2 separate regions of the Mus musculus genome follow, and region 1 is linked to region 2. Evidence: chromatin contacts called from public Hi-C data. All regions are on one chromosome and are shown on one strand. The core of a region is the stretch at or near the end of the contact, and the rest is flanking DNA. Distances in the headings are between cores, read along the strand shown. Region 1 has its middle 30 kb from the start of Ankrd55. Region 2 has its middle 29 kb from the start of Gm15326.

Region 1 (5,895 bases), core at 1,961-4,460, 360 kb after region 2:
GAAGAAAGGAAGAAAGGAAGAAAGGAAGAAAGGAAGAAAGGAAGAAAGAAAGAAAGAAAGAAAGGAAGGAAGGAAGGAAGGAAGGAAGGAAGAAAGAAAGAAAGAAAGAAAGAAAGAAAGAAAGAAAGAAAGAAGGGAAGAAAGAAAGAAAGAGAGAGAAAAAAAAAAGAAATAAACTCTTTCCAAAATGTATGGATTGGGAGATTTCTCAAACGTGAAAAGGGACTCAACACTGAAAACCAATAATAATACAAGGTCTGCCTCCAAGGTGCTATTGGAAAGGGGAGCAAGAATCGGATTTTCTGACCAGGAGATGTAGAACTTGAGGACCATTTCCTAAATTCAGATCAGCTGGTGATACAGGAACAAGGGAGGGCAAGATTAGATGGAGAAGCAACGTCAGATGGTAAGAGATGAGCCCTGTGGAGACAAGATCTCTCACTTGGACCTGAAGCTCCGAGAAGGCTAGCCTGTAAGCCCCAGAGAGCCATCTGTCCCTGCCTCCCTGGTGCTAGAGTTACAAATCTCGTCCACTGAATCCAGATTCCAGCCTCCCCCCACCCACCCTCCATCCACCATGGAGCTGGGCATCAAATTCAGGTCTCCGGAACAAGTACCTCACCAAGCAGCTGGCTTTATAGGCCCAGATCGACTTTTGATGTAGAATGTAGCTTGTCAGTTTTCACAGACTCCTTTGTTTTCCTCAATATGTGCAAAGTGCTTTCTTTCCAGTTTGAGTACCTCAGAGAGAAAAATAATCATAAAAATTAAAACTCGAAGAGATAAGATGGTAGCTAATGCCAAAGAGGAGAATAGCCCTAGGTAGGTAAAATGAAAAGTGCCAAAATAGCCCTAAACATTATGCCACAGTAAATATTGTCAGAGATTTAAACAACAACAACAACAACAACAAAAGAACCCCACAAGCAAACAAACAAACAAACAAGAAGAGACAAAATATTTGCAAGCTATACTTCTGCCAAGAGCTTAGCATGAAGAATGCACAAGAAACTTTTTTTAAAAAATCAAAAACAGGAAATATAAAAACAAGCAACCTAATGAGAAAAGAGGGTAAGGATAGGCATTTCTTAAAAGAATGTACATGCCAGACTTGGTGGCACATGCCTTTAATCCCAGCACTTGGGAGGCAAAGGCAGGTGAATTTCTGAGTTCGAGGCCAGCCTGGTCTACAGAGTGAGTTCCAGGGCAACCAGGGCTACACAGAGAAACCCTGTCTCGAAAAACAAACAAACAAACAAAAAAGAATGTACACAAATTATAAACCACTGCGTGAAAAAGTTCACTATCACTCGTCGTCAGGAAATAACAAACAAAACCAGCGATATCAGTAAAAAATAGCCCTTATGAAAATGATAAATGTAACAAAGAGAGGTGTGGAAGAAAGAGAAGTTGTGTATACTGTGGGTGGGAATGTCAATAAGACACTGTGCAAAGCAGTGTGGTGGCCCCATCAGAAAGCCAGAAAGAGACTTACAAAACGGTCCTGCAACCAGACCTCTCTCTGGATAACTAAAGGAAATGAAAGCAGTCTATCAAGAAGCATCTTCATGCCAGTGTTCACCACAGCACGACTCATGCATAAGACACCAAAATACATGTGCTCTGTGGAGTGCAATTCAGCCATAGAAATAATGTAATCTTGTCATTTGCAAGAAAATAGGTGAAACCAGAAATCATTGTGCTAAGTGGAAAAAAAGAAAAAGAAAGCAGGCACAGAAAGGTAAGTACCTCAGTTAGCTTAGGGTGGCTTAGGATGTGAGGACCGAAGTGCACGGACCCAATCCTTCTGTTTACTGCTCTTCCTGTGGGTGCAGTAGTAGTAGTAGTAGCAGCAGGGGCAGCAGCAGCAGCAGCAGTTGGCTCCAGCTTTCAGAGACCCCAGAACCAGCCTTTTCATGCCCCTCTGAGAAGCCAGCCTTAGATTGGTGATTCCAGAAAGCTTTACTCAGCCCTGGATTATCCTCAGAGCAACAACTCCACCTCTTGACTTCTGTTTCTCCAGGCCTTCACTGGTCGTTGATTTCTTCGTTAATTCTTTTCCTAAAGCTAACTTCAAGTCCCATAGATCAGTTTGAAGTACTCAGCTCAGCAGACAGGCATCATCACACACACCTTTAATTCCAGCACTCAGGAGGTAGATGCAGGTAGATTTCTAAATTAGAGGACAGCCTGGTCTCCATAGTGAGTTCCAGGCCAGCCAGGGCTACATAAAGAGAGCCAATGAGTTGCCATCTGTATTTGGCCATCTTCCCAAAACACCCAGAACACCACCAGGTCTATAATGTCTTTCAAATCACTTAATTACAACAATAAAAATGTAGATTAAAATGCTCCCTGTGAATAAAATGCTCTAAACATTACACTCCAGCAGACTCGTTGACCATGTCTCCCAGCAACTTTGAAGGAGCGGCAAGGATGATCATCTATGCCTGTGAAACTGTCTCCCCTAAGCAAAGCTGATTTTATGGGTTTAAATTCTTGCGTTGTACAAACATGAGCAAACATACATTGTTCAATGGTCCCTGATGTGACACAAAGGAGAAAGATAGCCACTCTTTCCTTCTGATGGTGTCCCTCAACTTCACTCCCCCCCCCACACCACACACACACACACACACGCACACGCACACACACACACACACGCACACGCACACACACACACACACGCACACGCACACGCGCACGCGCACGCGCACACGCACACATACACACACTTTGTAGAAACAATAATGCCTCTTTCTAAAGAGGTTTGAGATTTTTCTCAAGGTCTAAGATTAGGATTAGAAAGGGAAGGAGGTCACGTGGCTTTGTGGGCCATTTAGCACCATCGCCTAACCATTAAAAATTCTACAGGAAATTTTGACTTAATGTCTTCTTTGCCCTTGACAGGAAAATCACTTTGGGGGATTCTTGACTATAGTTTCTAGACCGATTTATCCTGGAAGATCCTTTTGATTCTCAGAGATTACCCCTCCTCTTTCACAGATGCCTTCTGGGCTGAGCAGCTAATGTATGTCGTCATCGATGTGCACGCAGATGTTTCGCAACCAGCTTTCAAACACTGCGGTTTATATCTAGAATCTAGAAAGCCGCCCCCCACCTCCTCCCAAAGACCTGTGTACTAAAGACTTAGTCAACTTGGCATTACTGGGAGATGACAAACGTTTTAAGAGGCCTAGTAGGAGGTTGTGTAGTCCTTGGGGCCCTCCTCTCTGCCTCTTCCTTTTCTACCACATTCTGACCACATGGTCAACAGTTGCTTTACCACGGCACCGTGATATGATTCTACCTTGCCTTGTTACACAAGTTCACATGCAATAGGACCAAGTAGTACCTCCAACCCCATGGCCAAAGCAAACCTTTCCTCTTTGTAAATTTGAACGTCTTTGGGTATTTTGTTGTAGTGACAGAAAGCTGGTTAACACAGGAGGAAGGTCCTGGCTTTCCACACTTGCACATTTTTATGGCCCTAACAATCCTAACAATGGATCCTGTCCATCTATCTATCCCCGTGATATCCCTTAGGTAGGCTGCAGAAAGAGATATATAGAGTTGGTTATCACAAGCTTATTCTGACCTGGATGCTTATAAACACTTATGAGCCAATTACACCCACCAATATCACTTAAGCAATGTGTTCAGGGTACCATGGAGATAAGGATTTAGGAAGCTAGGCTGGAGTCCTCCGTTCCAGGTGTTTGCACGCTTAAGCCAAGGAGATGATTTTTCTGTGTCCATGACTGCTCAGTGTCCTTGAGAGCCCTGTATCCACAATCTACAGAGGTACATGGGATAGGACGAGAACAAGTGGACAAAACTCAAAACTCTCAGTGTTTTAAAGTTGAAACCAATCTCCTCGCCAAGGCCCATGAGATCAGACACTTCTTTCTTCCCAGGCATCGGCTCTACCTGGTCAGAAATGTAAACTCCAAGAGAATTTAAACTGGCTTTCTGACTGTAGAGGGTTTGCAAGTTTGAGAAATTAAAGACAGAGCTAGCTATAGGCAAAGCCTGGATGCTCTCTGAGATGAAGCACCTCTGACCCCAACTGGCTGCTGCAGTGCACTGCATCTCTAGATGGCCAAGTCTCAGTGTGTAACCTGAAGGGCTGGATCTAGCCTGTGCACACCTTGACTTGGTTTTGTTATTGTTGATGATGATGTTATTGCTGCTGTTACTGTTGTTGCTGTTGTTGTTGTTGCTGTTGTTGCTGCTGCTGCTGTTATTGTTGCTGCTATTGTTGTACTTCTCAGGGTGGCAAACAATTCTGCTGCACTATACAGAAATGATCCAAGAGAAAGTGTGCTTGGTTTTCCATTTCTCACTCTCTGGTCCTTTTGCTGCCAAAACCCTAGATCCTCCTTCTCTGTTTAAGTCCTTCCTGAAGATTTCAGTGCTGGACATGAAATTTTGCCCACCAAGTTATTGGTCAGAGGGGCCCTGGAGGGATCCAGAACTATGTAGGCTGTTGTTTGATCTTGGTTGCCAACATAACTAAGTGGGGTTCAGGGGGAAGTTCTTTTGCTGAATACACCATACACTTTAGTTGAAAGACATCAAGAATTCAATCTCAAACTTATCAGGAAGTTCTCTTCCTGCTGGCTAGTTTTCATGGTGCTGGAGGGTGTTGGGAAGTTGGCTCAGGAAGAGAAAACAGTGGTCTTACCCACATGCTATGTGGTGTTACCCACATAACAACCTGCCAGCGCATTGTGCCCACTGATACATAATAGTTGTAGTGGTAACCAATCATGTTCTGATTGGATTTGAGACCTATTTCACTGGAGGGACTTCATATCTGGCACTGTAAACTGAGTTAAAAACTATGACTAGAGAGATCTAGATAGTTCCAGTTTTAGACGAGGGACTTAATGGTGTTTCCTGAAATGGTAATGTGTCAAGCTGCCTTCTCACTATTTATATTTACACTCATAGATTGTGCTGCTCTCAAGCTAGGTCAGAGAAGTTTCTTTTTGCCCTGATGCAAAGACTCAGATCTTGTAGAAGTGCTGTGAACAAGTGAGTGTGAGAATTCAGCAGTAGATGGTTCTTCTATATCACCTCTACTCACTCTCATCCAAGGCTCAAGGAAGACATGACAGACGAAGGTACGGGAAGAATGTAAGAGCTGTAGAATAAGGAGGGGCACTACGTTCCGTGAAGTGCTGCGTTCCTAACATAACAGAGTTGTTGCACACCTATTAACTCACAGCATCTCTGGCTGGCTACACAAGACCTGTATAAGATCAAGCCAGTCAAAGTCCCAGCATGGATGGAGAGGGGGTTACATGATGGAACTAACATTCCATTTCTAACATCGAAGCCACTGACAGATGATGGCTGTTGAGAGACAGAGTCACATTTGTGGGGGAAATGTAGCCAATAATAGATTGCCTGTGTCCTACTTTATGTCCCCATGCTTAGGCACTAATTGACGCTAGGGAGTTAGTTACTAGTAACATTAGTATTTATAATTAAAGAAGGCATGAAATTGGGAGGAGGGTGGGCTGGTGGCGTTCTGAGGTAGTTTGAGAGAAGTATTGAAGAGTGGATATGATTACAGTACATTGAATACATATATACGTTTTTCAAAGATTTAATACTATATCTCCTTCCACCACCTATTCTGTGACATCGTCACCCAAGGCACATACTTTCTTCTGATGTCCATGGTGAAGCTAAACCACTAAACAGCAACCAAGCAGGCCTGGGTCAGGCACTGACTCTCCAAAGGGGGCTAAAGCTTTCAGTGAAGTCTGAGGCCACAGAGCGCCGTATGGAGTTAGGATGCTCCATCTATGGGTGTGCTCAGCATCCGACCCATCCATCCAGTCTGGTGTTTCTATGACATCTCTCGCCCTGGTGCTCATGGTG
Region 2 (5,998 bases), core at 1,408-3,907:
TTCCATGAGGGGAAACAGATCAGAAGACTGTGTTAGGGTGATCCTAATTTTCCAAAATAATTATGTATGTATATAATCGATATATATATATAAACAGATCGATAGATATATAAACAAAAGATTGAGGATTTTAATAAAACAGAGCAGATTAACAGTGCTCATTCAGTTTTAAATTGTGCATGAATTTAATTTTCTTTGTATTTATTTTTTGGGGGGCTGACTGTTTATATATTTTATGAAGTTTTTGTTTAATATAAGAAAAATACCATAGAGGAAAGCCAATTAAATTATAATCTAACTTTACAATCAAATGCCAACCTGAAGAAAATAATTATTTTCCCCCTGCCTGCAAACACTTGGGTTCCCGAATGTTTAGGAAGGAGGCTCAGGGAGAGCTGTAGCAGGTCAGCTACAGACTCTCCAAAGCATAGACATTTTTCTTTCTAAAAATGCATTCCTGATGAGCTCTTCTGTGAGGGAGACGATTTCTCTCACTCACTCCTTAGTTGCCTGGTTATCGCATACTAAACAGTCAGCAAGGAAGACCTGTATGTTGTACTAACCCGGCAGGCTGCAGTTAAATACTTAGGAATATGGCTATGCAAAGCACATATGCATATGTAACAATAGTTAAAGAAACAGAGGTTATGTGTTTGAAAGAGAGCAAAGGAAGGGGTTGGAAGGAGGAAAGGGAAGAGGAAAATACAATAATCTCAAAACCACCGAGAGAATGATAGTAACCAGTCTCGGTAGAGCTAGCCACATGTTTTTAAACTCTTTCGAAGAAGCGGTTCACTCCTGGAGAAGCCACCTGTTTGCTTGAAGCGAGTCTTCTAGGGTTGCTGACTGGACAGAGTGCCTCTGGACCACATTTGTGTAGCACCCTCATCTGTTTCATGAGGTGCTCCTGCCTACAGTGCTCCTGTCAGTCAGCACCCCAACTTCCTCTGATGGACCAAAGAGCCACTCTGGAAGGCCCGCCCAACTGGCACAATCTATAACTATCCCATGACGAGGCTCTGGTCTCCTTCCAACCAACCTTTGTGCTCCTGTGCTTGGAACCCAAGGGACCCAGCGGTGCATGGTAGGTGAGCACCTAGCTGATCGCTGAGCTCCGCCTCCGCCTCCGCCTCCGCCTCCGCCTCCGCCTCCGCCTCCGCCTCCTCCTCCGCCTCCAGCCAAAGCAGGCATCCAGACTTGACTGTCATTCCACATCAACCTGTGGTCCGGGCTCCTCTTTTGTATTCAGAGCTTCAACTTTTGCCTTGAGAGACCAGGGACAGTGGGCACATGATGACACTGCACAAAAGTTACCCCCAAAGGCTGGTCCCCAAAAAGAAATGTGCAGTTTGTCTCCAGTCCGGGCATGTCTGCCACACCCAGTGAGGTCTGCCTGTTACATAAAGGAGGTTGGGCTGGCAACCAACAGAGTGAGATTGAGACCAGGACACCTTCAGGGTGAGAGGTTGGTGTTATGCTCTTTGGCTGTCTTCTGAGCCAAGACTCAAAAGAAAAATAAATAAATAAATAAATAAAACCAAACCAAAAAACAAAACAACAACAACAACAACAACAAAAAAAAAAAACCAAAAACCCCAAACCAAACCAAACCAAACCAAACCAACCAACCAAAAAAAAAAAAAAAAAAAACAGCTTGCAAAGCAACTGGAAAAGTGGTAAATAGACTCTCTGTAATGAGACTCTTCATCACAGAGCCTGTGCACCAGGCACAGAAATAACATCTTCGTTCCAAATAGGACTTCCATAGAGATGGCACATGCAACTGCTCCACCCTCACAGTGGACCCTCAGCAAGTGTTTGGTCTTCCTGCTTTCTTGAAGCACTAGGCTGCAAGCCCATACCTTCTCTTAGGGTTGTAGAATGGTTTTCCTATGGTAGAAGTGCGGTTGCTTGTGGAATAGAAATCTGCCTTTGAGAACATTCTCCTGGTGCGGTGAGGGGTGAAGAGTGTGGTGGAATGCTATGATCCTGAATCCCACTGTCTCTGGTTTTATGATCAGCTACATAAATGGTGGTGCATACAGCTACCTGCAAGAAACTTATCTTGATTAAGAGAGATGAACTTGTCTGGGGTTATTTCTGTCTATGGTCAGGGTAGGTCCTTTATTCTTTCCTTCCTTTTCCTCCTTCCCCTCTTCTCCTCCCCGTCATTTTCTCCCCTTCCTTCTCCTCTCTTCCCTCCCTCCCTCCCCTCCCCTCCTCTCCTCTTCCCTTTTTCTTTCTCTGTCTTTCTTCTGGAGACTTTGCAATGATCCACTATAGATAGGATCCAAGCAGTGCAAAGATGAGAGCCTGCCTATCTCCCTCCATTCCATCTGGGCTGGGTAGCAGGGATTAGCATGATGAAGTAGGCACATTCCTTCACGTGTGGCTGTTATCTGGCAGTTGAAAGGCAAAATTCAAAGGACTGCACATTCATGAAAAAGCCGCTTCTCTCAGCCTCTCCTCCAAGGAAGGAAGACTGTTTGGGGAGGCTCCTCAACCCACTGGAGGTGGAGACTTGAGCAGACGCTCCCAGTTTTTAGAGAGCTGCCAGTATATCAGGTTTGTTATTAAAGCTGCCCCTCCCCTTTGTCATTTCCTGTCACACTGATTCCTTAAACTAGAATCTGAGGTTCCTTCCCCCATTCCTCTCCCTTCCTGTTCCTTCTGTAGACTTCTGCATTGTCTTCTGTGCTCTCACAGTCTGGGGGTACAGTTCTTACTTCCTTATAGAAAGATGGAGGTTTGTGGCTTGACAAACATAAGATAATGTGGTAGTTACTTTTTCATGTTGCTGTGACAAATACTTGTCAAAAACGGCTTCAGGGAGGGAGGAAGAGTTTATTATGGCTCAGTTTGAGATCACAGTTCATAGGACAGGGGTGTGAAGCAGCTGGTCACACACACACGTACTCATGCACGCACACACACTGGCGTTTCGATGCATACTCCCTTTTATTCAGTCTGGGATTTGAACCCCTGGAATGTCCAGGTCAGGTTGGTCTCCCCACCTCAGTTATACCTCTCCCAGACATACTGGCTCCTTATCTCTTACTTGATTCCAGATCCCATCAACTCGACAGCCAGGATTGGCCGCTACAGGTGGGGTGCAGAGAGGTAATGAGTGAGGGGATATTGCTTTCCAGTACAAGATGTGCATCAGCACCATCACTGTACAGGCATGGGAGGAGGCCGAGGAGATGGAGTGTAGGATTGCATTGGCAATCGACCTCTAAATCAAGGTACAGGTTAGTGGGTTTAGAAATCAAGGTGTGGACTTCACAGCAGTTTAGCAGCCCAGTAGAGCTTCAGCTCTCTTAATTGCTTCAATAGTCCCAATATGTTCAATACTTCGCACCCCAACCCCCCCACACCACACATACAACACACACACACATACATACAACACCCACACACACATAACACACACATACATACAACACCCCCCCATACCACACATACAACACACACACACATAACACACACACACGCACACATAACACATACATATATACAACACACACACACACACACACACACATAACACACATACACGCACACATAACACACACATATATACAACACACACACACACACACACACACACACACACACACACACACACCCCTGTGGTTAGGACCATGGCTTAGTGCTGTGGCCCAGTGGAGGAGTGTTCACAAAGACCTGGATTTGAATCCCAGCACTACAAAACAAAAACAAAAAAAAACTCAACCAACCATATAAAGACCAACCAATCAACCCCTCCAAAAAAACTAAAAAGTATATCTGTATCCATCTTATAACTGTTAAGAACATAGCCACAATTGTGCACATCATAGAATTATGGTTAAAAGTTGTGAGTGACTAAGACCCAGAGGTCTTATGCAAGATGTTTTTTTAACAGTCTTCAGTAACAGTTGGCTGATGGCTTTCTTGGAATTTTCTAGAGTCATAAAGATTCTGGGAGGTTCTTGTTGCACTAGCAGTCATAATTTCGGGTTGAGATATCAAGTTATTTATTTGTTATTTTTAAGCACCAAGCTTGGGGCAATGCTGGGTTAATATTTGTTTTTTCCTTTATGCTTAGTGGTATGAGGTAGCTACAGGCCTTTGTGCTAATTATAGAAGTGTGGGATGCAGGTGATACCAGGGAAGATGTAAGGAAAGGAGGTGGAGACATGAATGTGTTGTGTTTACATAAAAGGAACTGTACAGGCAAGTCTCTAGTCTATCAACAATAGATCTCACAGGGAGGAAACATGGGGAGAATTGGGAAGACTTCCATATCTTCACTTTCATGGACATACTTTATATTATATACATAATGATGTTATGTCACACATTTTCAAATGATCCTGTGAGGGTGTTGTTATAGTTGTTGATGGTAGTAGTGTGTGTGTGTGTTGGTGTCTTAATGAAAGCAAATGTAGGCAAAAATTACTATATTGTTCTTATTTATTTTACATAGCCCTTTGGGCCATCTGAGAAGCTCCAGTCTCTCTCCGAGACCACCTGCCTTACTTCTTTGTAGCTTTTTGGGTTGTTTATATGGTTATATCCATGAATACACATCTGCTATCTCCTGGGAGCCAGAGCCAGGGAGCTACGGGCTTCAGTGGCATGGCTTAGACAGCTGGTTTGGCTTTTTTGAAACCTCCTCCTTGCAGGTAGAGAAATATCTGGAGAAAGGATTCAGACTTGCATTGATCCCATTTAAAAACCTAAGTATCCATAGCTCAACAAGAGCAACAAGAAACAAGGATGCGCCAAAGAAAGAAACAGCGCTCTACACCTTCCTCTCTAGGCTGAATTCTTTCCACGTGCAGAAACCAGCAAGGACCACTCCTTTAGGCCACATCTTCTCACAGACAGCCTCTGCTGGTTTCAGAGTGGAAACTGACAAGGGCAAAATGGCGCTGGAGAGGCAAGTGGGGAGAACAGGTTTCCTTTGGGCCCACTTCAGACGGCTTAGTGACTTTTAAAAATCTTTCTCCCAGAGAGCTCCAATCTTATGGGGAACTGAAGAGTCCAATGTTTTGTAGAAAAGCCGTTCATCAAGCTATTTCTGAGGTACAAGCTACGTAAGATCGGCCAACTGTCTGGTTTTGCTTAGTTCACAGACTCTTATGTAGTGTGTGGCTTAAAAGGGACAAGAAGATGAAGTGCCAGTGATCTGTCTTCCCAAGGGTCCCCTTCCTTTAAGCTTGACAGGGATCAACTATCTCTGCTCTCTATTCTCGAGAAGAGGAAAGGAACTGCCAAATTTGTTCAATATTTTCTCACTGAATCCCAGCTCTGCCTTGTTCAACCAGGTCGGCTGTTAGCTGTATGAAGAACTCACACAGAACAATTCATCAATAACATTGATGGGGATGAACATCCACGGATGAAGCTGGGAGTCAGGAGGGCTCACAAGAAGCTGCTTCCATGGTCTAAGCTGATAGTTTTGGATAAATTGTCCAGTCTCTTCTATATCCGCACCCTGTACTTCATATCATTGTTGTGTGGAAACTAGTAGAATTTTGTGAAAGTGGTAGGCTCTCAGAACCAAGGAGGATATAAATAAGAGCTGCCTCTGGACACCGGGGAGCTTCTAAACATGGGACTTTACATTGCTGGCTTTGCTGTTAAACCTGTTCGCTACTGAAGGTAGAGAAGTAAAACAGAGTCTAGAGCTCTAGGACATGACACAGGGGCACAGCCCAGGCAATGGGGGGCAAACACATTTGGAAGAGTGAGTAAGGTCATGGGAGAGAGTGGACATGGAAGCAGGCTCACAGACCAGGGTTTCCTTACCTAGCAAGGCCTGGCAGAGCTACGCTAATATGCCAGGAAGAGGGACTTGAAGGCAAACACTTCCATTTGTTCCTTTCCCTCTGCTGCCTCATATCAAACGCACGGTAAGCAACGATGCTTATACAAGACACTGTTTATGTACACAGCTGCTATTCTCATGTCTTCTTTGACAATAAGAAACTTAGTTTTAATTAGACAG

The links. Hi-C and Micro-C count contacts between places; a contact is called where the count stands out from the background.
Region 1: a contact with region 2 is called in a Hi-C map of bone marrow-derived macrophages, with 19 read pairs. The contact joins two enhancer-like sites. A contact is called at or near these places in 3 of 15 datasets of contacts at CTCF or cohesin (embryonic stem cells, large pre-B cells and stem cell-derived epiblast-like cells), 12 of 484 Hi-C or Micro-C datasets (bone marrow-derived macrophages, cerebral cortex, cortical neurons and 8 more), 6 of 115 datasets of contacts at active chromatin or transcription factors (bone marrow-derived macrophages, embryonic basal ganglia, embryonic stem cells and 3 more) and 1 of 9 other capture datasets (embryonic stem cells).

Annotation. Positions count from the first base shown.
Region 1 is chr13:112,255,536-112,261,430 of GRCm38.p6, forward strand. No RefSeq gene overlaps it. Among named protein-coding and RNA genes, the nearest start is that of Ankrd55, 30 kb to the right of the region's middle. Within about 2 kb of position 3,211, at least 42 of the 459 cell types and tissues checked have an H3K27ac peak or open chromatin away from gene starts, as enhancers often do. A contact at or near this core is called in bone marrow-derived macrophages, where this site is marked.
Region 2 is chr13:111,893,879-111,899,876 of GRCm38.p6, forward strand. No RefSeq gene overlaps it. Among named protein-coding and RNA genes, the nearest start is that of Gm15326, 29 kb to the left of the region's middle. Within about 2 kb of position 2,658, at least 63 of the 459 cell types and tissues checked have an H3K27ac peak or open chromatin away from gene starts, as enhancers often do. A contact at or near this core is called in bone marrow-derived macrophages, where this site is marked.